Regions from separate parts of the Mus musculus genome. Here all the other regions are linked to region 1. A link is a contact called in public HiChIP or PLAC-seq and promoter capture Hi-C data. All regions are on one chromosome and are shown on one strand. The core of a region is the stretch at or near the end of the contact, and the rest is flanking DNA. Distances in the headings are between cores, read along the strand shown.

Evidence for each region. Promoter capture Hi-C pulls out the DNA fragments that hold promoters and counts their contacts. HiChIP or PLAC-seq counts read pairs in DNA pulled down with a chosen protein or histone mark.
Region 2: a contact with region 1 is called in a FOXA1 HiChIP or PLAC-seq map of pancreatic cancer cells. The contact joins the promoter of Mki67 here to the enhancer-like site in region 1. A contact is called at or near these places in 7 of 39 promoter capture datasets (the HPC-7 cell line, the SN4741 cell line, hematopoietic stem and progenitor cells and 3 more), 2 of 484 Hi-C or Micro-C datasets (the G1E-ER4 cell line and LSK cells), 2 of 115 datasets of contacts at active chromatin or transcription factors (acute myeloid leukemia and pancreatic cancer cells) and 2 of 9 other capture datasets (adipose tissue and liver).
Region 3: a promoter capture Hi-C map of the SN4741 cell line shows a contact between it and region 1, with 2.4 times the contacts expected there. The contact joins the promoter of 5830432E09Rik here to the enhancer-like site in region 1. A contact is called at or near these places in 25 of 39 promoter capture datasets (the 3T3-L1 cell line, 3T3-L1-derived adipocytes, the HPC-7 cell line and 17 more), 2 of 484 Hi-C or Micro-C datasets (cranial neural crest and embryonic fibroblasts), 7 of 115 datasets of contacts at active chromatin or transcription factors (the HPC-7 cell line, PVALB interneurons, acute myeloid leukemia and 4 more) and 4 of 9 other capture datasets (adipose tissue, liver, macrophages and 1 more).

The regions. Positions count from the first base shown.
Region 1 is chr7:135,508,139-135,510,758 of GRCm38.p6, reverse strand. No RefSeq gene overlaps it. Among named protein-coding and RNA genes, the nearest start is that of Clrn3, 19 kb to the left of the region's middle. Within about 2 kb of position 1,293, at least 63 of the 459 cell types and tissues checked have an H3K27ac peak or open chromatin away from gene starts, as enhancers often do. A contact at or near this core is called in the HPC-7 cell line, the SN4741 cell line and pancreatic cancer cells, where this site is marked.
Region 2 is chr7:135,715,098-135,717,717 of GRCm38.p6, reverse strand. Mki67 (antigen identified by monoclonal antibody Ki 67) reads left to right here and starts at 1,339. Exons shown (of 14, transcript NM_001081117.2): 1 at 1,339-1,670. The coding sequence starts at 1,579.
Region 3 is chr7:135,651,022-135,653,641 of GRCm38.p6, reverse strand. 5830432E09Rik (RIKEN cDNA 5830432E09 gene) reads left to right here and starts at 1,328. Exons shown (of 3, transcript NR_015548.1): 1 at 1,328-1,852. Ptpre (protein tyrosine phosphatase, receptor type, E) reads right to left here. Exons shown (of 21, transcript NM_011212.3): 4 at 1,796-1,889; 5 at 1,479-1,552.

The sequences.
Region 1 (2,620 bases), core at 44-2,543:
AACAAGGTCATCAGCCATGTGTGAAAGCTGACCCCTCATGCAGCTGGAGAAATGTGTGATCGCTCAGGAGTCTCAGCTCTCTCAGTACTTGGATGTCTGGCTATCGCAACTACATTAATGAGTAGCTTTGCCATCTCACTGCCAACTGTGGGAAGTGGCAGAGTCCGAGGTGTTGCCACTCCCTTAGCTCCTTACTCACAAGAAAGACATGAGTGAGTAACAGGAGGGGCAACCATGGATAACAGGCACCAAACAGGGAATCCTTGGAGCCAGGCTTCCGGGAGTCACCAAAGAGACGAAAGAGCAGCAATAGTGTCACACCCTGGCCTGGTGAGAAGGACCTGAGAGCTCATGCCAAGGGCCGTGCTCCATCCCCGGAACTGGGAGTCTGTAGTTTGTGTGGAAGGAGAGAAAGACACCAACATGGTCGCTGTTGGATTCCGCAGGCTACACAGGTCCCTCAGTTCTGTATGGGAACAGGCAACACACAGAAAACCTAAGCTTAGCAGCAGAACTGAAAACAGCTCTTAGGCTCTTCCACGCACATGTGACCTAGTGCTGCGAACAGTCATTGACACAACTACCAAGCTCCTGGTTTCTGTCCAAGAGGATGTGTGGCATTCCTGATGAACTTTTACACATAGACCAGGATGCCATGCTCTGTTCTATCCTGTTTGTACATCTCCTTCATTCAGCTTCTTCAGGCAAAGATACCCATTTGTCTTAGTGAGCCTTTAGGTGGACTTGGATGCTCACTCATCTGAGCTGGAAGGGGGTCTCTCCTACAGAGTACCCTATACACCCAGCAAAGGAGGAAGGAGGTATTTATAGCAGGCTCCACACTGCCAAGATTCATTCTGATGTTAAATGTTTATTAAAAGGAAGGAGACATGCTCCATATTTTCTAGCCAGTCATTGTCATTGTCACTCTTGAAGACTTCCCTCCTGCTTGTTAATCCTTTCCTGTTAAGCAGAACACATATCTCTGGCTGCCTTGGCCCCTAGTGGACTGGCCACCTGTCTGCTTCTCTTGAGACACAGCTGCTTGGACTAATATGGGTCTCAGGTAGATCACTGTGCTGTCCCTGGAGTCCCCTTCCTCAGTCAATGCCACACCCATGGCTCTCACTGTTTCCCAGATGCACACTGTATGCTCACCTAAACACTGCACACCGGAGATCCTATGGAGGGAGACCTGGCAGCAAAGGTACACACGGCTTTCTTGTCAGCCCCGTTTATAGTAGAGCCACTGTGAGTCAGGCTGGCTTGGCTGGGTATGGGTTGTCCCACAGTGAGCAAGAGGCTGAGCAGAATTATGAGTCATGCTCTCAGAGAAGCTGACAGTGGCCCCATGTGTGTATACAGTGGCTGTAAAAGTCAGAACTACATGTCCAGGACTAGACTTTGGACTCTACTCAGCTAACCCAGGCACATGTCATTTTAGTTACTGAGTGTGCTAGATTCTTACAATGTTGATATGGGTAGACATTCATCTTTTGATTAGAACTATAACCAGTTTCATTGGCGTGCAAACTGCACGTTTTCTTCCCTGGTTTCACAAAGAGGTCCTGGGTTTAAACTAGATTCACTTTTTCATGATGCCGTCATAGTGGTACCTAGAGATTATTCTGCTGGTGGCCATTGGTATGGCGGAGAGAGCAAATGCTGTGTGTCAGAAACTCAGGTCCAGTGGTTCCTCTGCAAGCAAGAGTTCACAGAGCAGTCACAGCACAGAGGACGCAGAGACTGGAGAGGAGTAAGGAAGAGGACAGTCAATGCCGTGCTTACGGAGCAGTGGACAGGGAGTCCATATGACAGGCGACAGGCAGAATGGAACTATGGGAGCCATGGGAGCTCTCAAGGGCTTCCTACACAGATGTAAATGAATAGTGGCCCAGAGACAGGGAGCTTTGGCTCTGCTGCCAGCTCTGACCTCAAACAAGGCTGACAGCAGCTTTGAAAATGATCTGCTGCAGACAAAGGGGCAGGCGAAACTGTGGTTTGCTTCTATCTGCTTCCTCATTTGAGAAATAAGATGAGTAAAGAGGCAGAAATGCTGGGATGCTTAAAGGTGTTTTTATTCTTTTTAATTTTATTGAGTTTATTCTTTTAAACATTCCCATGTAAAATGAATAAATTAACTAACTAATGGAGAAAGCCTGTGTAAAATGAATGAATGAATGAATAAATAAATAAATAAATAAATGGTGAAAAATCATATAAACATTAACTCTAACAGTGTCCAGTTCCCAAGAGTGTGGGTCATGAGGAACACTATAGAGAACTCCCCTGAAATCATTTTTGTGAACATTATTATTTTACAAACTTTTATATCAGTTGTTACATGGGGATTTTATATTTCTGGAGAGTTCTGTAGAAATACTCGTTTTTAGCATTCACTTGGCAAAATACATTGAGTGGGTGATGGGGATGGATATTATGATGGTGGTGATGAGCTAGAAAGGCTCCTCTGGACATGTTTCCCAGCTGAACTCCAACCAAGCTAACAAACACATTACCACCACCTCAATGTCATGGCTGAAGCAGTGCTCTCATAGTAGAACTGCCTAGTTTACGGCCACCATGAAATCCTGTGGTCACAGACATATTCAAACAAATC
Region 2 (2,620 bases), core at 90-2,589, 210 kb before region 1:
GGTTTCAGGATGAGAAGGCAATGCCCAAGGCCTAAAGTAGAGCTTGGATCCTGGCAGCCCTAACAAGGCAGGCTGGACCACCCATCCTCAGTAGGCTAATTAAAGAGGAGGCAACAGTGAGAAGCACAGAAAGGGGGTGTATTCATGTGGCCCCATTGTGAATAGGAGCAAAGGGGCCCAATGGCACCCTAAATATATTTTTGAAGTCCTGACCAGAGGTTTAGGTTTAGAGGCCAAGAGGTATGCTATAACTAATCAGCCTGGGTTAGGGTGGTATAACACACTCGTTCCCCAGAGTGAAATTTCATGGCTTCATACTTCAGGCTTGTCCTTGAGACCTTGAGGAGAGGGTAGACATTGGTTCTATTGCCCCAGAAGCGGAATTTTTACAACACCCTACTGGAAGAACACTGATCCAGGAACAGGAGGAGGGAGCATGAAAAAAGAGGACAGGAAAACATAGGTACTCTATATTCATCTGACTGGCACCTGGCCTCAGATAACCCCAACTGGTGCCCCAGGAGCCCTATTTTAGGATTTGCAGGTGCAGTCTTGCACAGGTTATTTTAATCGGCATTTCCCCCTGAAACAGCAAAGCATTGCAAACTTAACCGTGCCGCAGCAATAACTCTTAAGTTATGGTTTCGGAAAAACCGTGCCACTGCCTCAGTGTTCATTAAGCAGGGAGACTGTAGAATGAATTATAATGATGTCCCCCAGTTTTTAAAGGACAGTTTGAGGGATACTGAAAAGGCAGGAGAAACAACCTTAGGTTGCGTATGAGGTGTTGCAGAAACGGCAGAGGAAGGGTATAAATTTTAAAAATAGAAAGCTTCTAGCGTTGAGCAAGATGCGGCGTTGTCGGTGTTTGATTTCTGGAGAGGGAGCCTACAGGTAGCTTCCTACAGGTCGCCACGCTAGTTTTGCTGACACTGAAAAAGCTGGGACCCTCTACCCTGCCTATTAGAGCAGCAGTGGCCCGCCCACCAGCCCCACCCTGCCCGCCTTCCGGAGCTTATCTCCGCTCGGGTTCCGCTTCTCCAGCCAGCTTCTGGCCCGGCCCCGCCTACCGGCCTGGCCCCTCCCACCTTCCGGCTCCACCCCCCCCCCCCCCCCCAGGCTCGCAGCCTGGCCCCACCTCTGGACTTCCCCAATCCTCTGTCGCCCTCGCCATTGGTCTCTGGCTGGCCGCCTGGCCCAATCGCAGCACTTAGCGCCAGAATTTGAACCGCCGTTTTGGTTTGAATCGGGCGGGCTGCGGCGGGCGAGCCTTGGCGCGGAACCGCCTAGGCGGACAGTCGGGGCTGGACGGGGCGGCGGGTGGCGGGTGGCGGGCACTTGGGACGCGGGCGGCGGGAGTGCGGGTCTGGTCGGGGCGGAGCGAAGGCCGCGGGTGGCCGTGGTCGGTCCTCCGCGGCTAAGGAGCCGAGGGCTCCGACGCGGGCTGCGCCCGGTGAGCGGCGGCCAGAGCTAACTTGCGCTGACTGGACCAGCTGAGGAGCGGCCCGGCGGGGCGACTGCGAGCTTCACCGAGAGGCTTCTCCGCCCTGGTCCGCAGTCCCGACGGCCGGGCGGACCATGGCGTCCTCGGCTCACCTGGTCACCATCAAGCGGAGCGGCGATGACGGCGCACACTTCCCGCTGAGCCTCAGCTCCTGCCTGTTTGGAAGGTGAGTGCGCGCCGGGGCTGAGGTGACCCGGGGCGGCGACCCCGCGGCCCAACCCCCCTCTGCGTTTGACAGGGTTGTCCCTGTGGCTTGTTCGGAAGTCACGCTCATGCATTGGGAGCTTCCAAATGGAATCGGGATTTTACACTCGGTAGACGCGAGGCTGACGTCGGTGTCCCGCAACTTCCGCACTGTCGTTCTCAGGCAGCCGGCTGTGGCTCTGGATGTTTCGGGAAACATCAGATAGGAGAACCCTGCTCGGGTGCTCTGGGAGAGTCCCCTCTCACCCTCCCCCGTCGGTCGGATGGCAATCTTCCCTGAGGCCTTCCAGGCAGTGGCTGGTGTTGCCACTTCTGCAAACGTTGACCCTTATGGCTTTCTGCCGCGTTTGAAATGTTACTTGAGAGGATGCTTTTAAGAAAACTCGTCTTTCCTAACACCATGCAGATTGGTGACTAGGTTTTAGATTGTTTTGTTTGTCTCCCAGTAGATTAAATTCCAAGACAAGGTCTGCCTTGTTAATGGTTACATCTCTAGGGTCCCATATGGCGACTGACACTTAAGATCAATCAGTGTGTGGCACAGGATGAGTGGTAGGAAGATGGCGATCTGGCAAGAATGGTAGTTCTCAGACATTTGACAAAGTCTGGTGACAGATTTTCATGTCACCCTGGGAGAGGTGCCTGCCGTTAGTTAGTACTGCTGAGTAAGGACAGAGACATGGTGTATTTGACAGTCGAGGAAGTATCTGGTCCAGAATGTCTGTGGTCTTTTGTATCTAGTATGGATTGTGGTGATCTTTTTGCTCCGTAAAACGGGGTTCGAACATATGGTCTTTCTGCCTGGTGTTTTGAAACCCAAAACCTCTGTTTTCTTGAGAGTAAGAACTTCCTGTCAGAGTAAAGAACTTTCTATAACTTTGTTGTTGTTTAAAAGAAGAGAGTACAAATTCT
Region 3 (2,620 bases), core at 79-2,578, 140 kb before region 1:
GCTTGCAAGCTCACCCACCACTCAGCCTTCCCTCTAGCCTATGTTCCTTCCACGCACGGCATGGCAGCTTCATGATACTAGATCCAGAGAAGAGTAATCACAGGGCTCTGGGTATACACTCAGAGCAGATGGGGGGACTGCCAGGATCTCTGTCTTGCAGCCTCCCCTTTTTGGCAATGCATAGACCCGCTTCCTTAAATCACATGCATTACAATGCAGAGAAACAAACCATCTCTGAAGCACGGGAGGAGAGGACACTACAAAGGGCTGCTGGGGACTGGCATTTCTCTCTTCACAGAGAGGGAGCTGGTTCCATAAGATCAGTAGAATAAGTCAGCTGTCACCTTTGCAAAAGGCCCTGTCCCACCTGCAGAGCTCACTGAGACACCCTTCGGCTGCAGCCAGATGAGCTGGTAGAAGCCTTTGCCTTCTTGCCCCTCCCAGCCACACTCTTCCCTCTGCACTGGCTTTTGGGATGTGCGGGGAGGCGAGAAGGGCAGGTTGCAGACTGCAGATGCACCAGACCTGTCTATGCGGATGTGCAGGTCCCCCAAGCCCTGCAATGCTACCGCTCAGCTGAGCCCTCTCTTGCCCATAGCCTTCCCATCTGTGGGGTTGTGTTAGTTCCTTTACTACCTTGGGGGAGTTCTAAAGTGTCGCTTGAGTTCTGACGGCATGCACGTTACCTCAAGGCAGGCAAAGCTCTGCAGGAAGTTAGAACAGAAAGCTGGAACCACTGCTGTGAGCCAGCGTTTTGTGTTTTAAATCGTCACTAAAAACCAGGGGCTCGGCATATATTGGGCAGGTGCTACGCCACTGAGCTGTATCCCCAGGTCCCTTGGCCATTTGAAGATGGATCTTGTTACGTCGCTCAGTCTGGCCTTGAACCTGTGTTGCTTCTGCCTCAACAAGTGCCTTCGAATACTGAGATTAGAAGCCCATGCCACCCCGACTCAGCTAGAGCCTGCACCTTTGAAACCACACAGAGAGGAGAGAAAAACAAGCTTTCATAAGCAGCGTTTACAAGTTAGGACACAGCTGGAATCTAAGTTAGGCATGTCCCCTCACTGGCACTCCTTCTCAAGAGCGATGAGCTCTGGCAGAGCAGTGCCCTTTCCAGCTTGATCCTGAGGTAGTACCGTCACATCTGAACACTCCTCACCATGAGTTAGAGCCCTATCACGGGGTGATTTCAAAGGCTTCAGTGAGAAATGTGACTTGGCAAAGCCCTGCTAAACCGACAGGATATGAGTGGTCTCTTTAAAAAAAAAAAAAAAAAAAAAAAAAACCTCACAAACTGAAATGTCTCAGACATCCGCTCTCTTGCAGGGAAAAAACGACCTCTCACACTAAGTTCCGAAACAGAGATTCTGGGTTACTAGCAAGTGACAGCGTGAGCCCAGGAGGAGCTGGAGAGAGTGGCAAGCTTGAGTGACAGCCCCATGCCTGCCCGCTGTACCAAGCCCAGTGTACAATACCTTGCTCTTCTAAGATCCCGTTAGGCATTTTCTTGTCGTTGCTGCTGACCACGGCCTTCCTCTGCTTCCGGAACCTTAAAGGCACACACAAGATGTGTTAGGTCTCAGCACCGCGGGAACCCCCAAGCCCTGAGTGTGGTGATACCCACCAGGTGAGCCGGGAAAAGTTCTTTCTGCTGCTCATGGCTGAGCTGTGTGGCAGCTCAGGCCTGGCCAGCCGCTGTCTGAGCTGTTTGGGCCCACACCCCCAGCCTCCAGCACACTCATTTCCTCATAGGAGCTGGTGAGAGCACGTCAGCGCCTGGGGACACTCCTACCTGAAGAAGTAGGCTGCAAGCAGGAACAGGAGGAGGAGCAGGGGCAGCAGCAGCCAGGTGAGCAGCGGCTGGGATGCACCAGGGTCCGGAGGGCCTGTGGGTGGGTGGGGTGGTAGAGGGCAGAGACCCCATCAGGACCTTGGGTAGGGGTAAGGACTTCCCCCATGCTACAGTTTAGAAATTATCTCCCTTCAGTTCTTTCCAGGGGACAGAGGAGTGCAATGGTGGGACTTGTTCAAGGACTCTGACGAAGGGTGACCTCCTCGTACCCCAATGTACCCTGCTCTCTCTCTCACACACTCTCTCTTTTCCTTTCCCTTTGGTTTTCAGAGGTAGGGTTTCTCTTCTCTGTATAGCCCTGGCTGTCCTGGAACTCACTCTGTAAACCAGGGTAGCCTTGAACTCAGAAATTCGCCAGCCTCTGCCTCCCAAGTGCTGGGATTAAAGGTGTGCGCCACCACTGCCCAGCCCAGCTATTTCTCTAAGCATCTTTGGCCCAGCCTCTCTCTTCAATGAGGAGGTGGAGGAAGGTGGCTTCCCCTCAGGGTACAGTTGTTGTGTCCCAACCCAGATGAATCAGGAGCACCAGGTATAAGGAAACAGCCCGGTCCCGAGGTTTGATACAGTTATTGAGGAACAGGCACACAATGGCCTGGCTTTTCAGAGCCTTGAATTCTTTGTCATAGAGACTGCTGGCTTCCTGGAACCAACTTGTGCATCCATTCTTCACACCTCCCAGGTCCACCTTCCTCAGAGAGACACATATCCCTACCCTTGCACCGTGCCTTTGGTGTCCTTGTGGTCATCAATTGACCCATTCTCTCT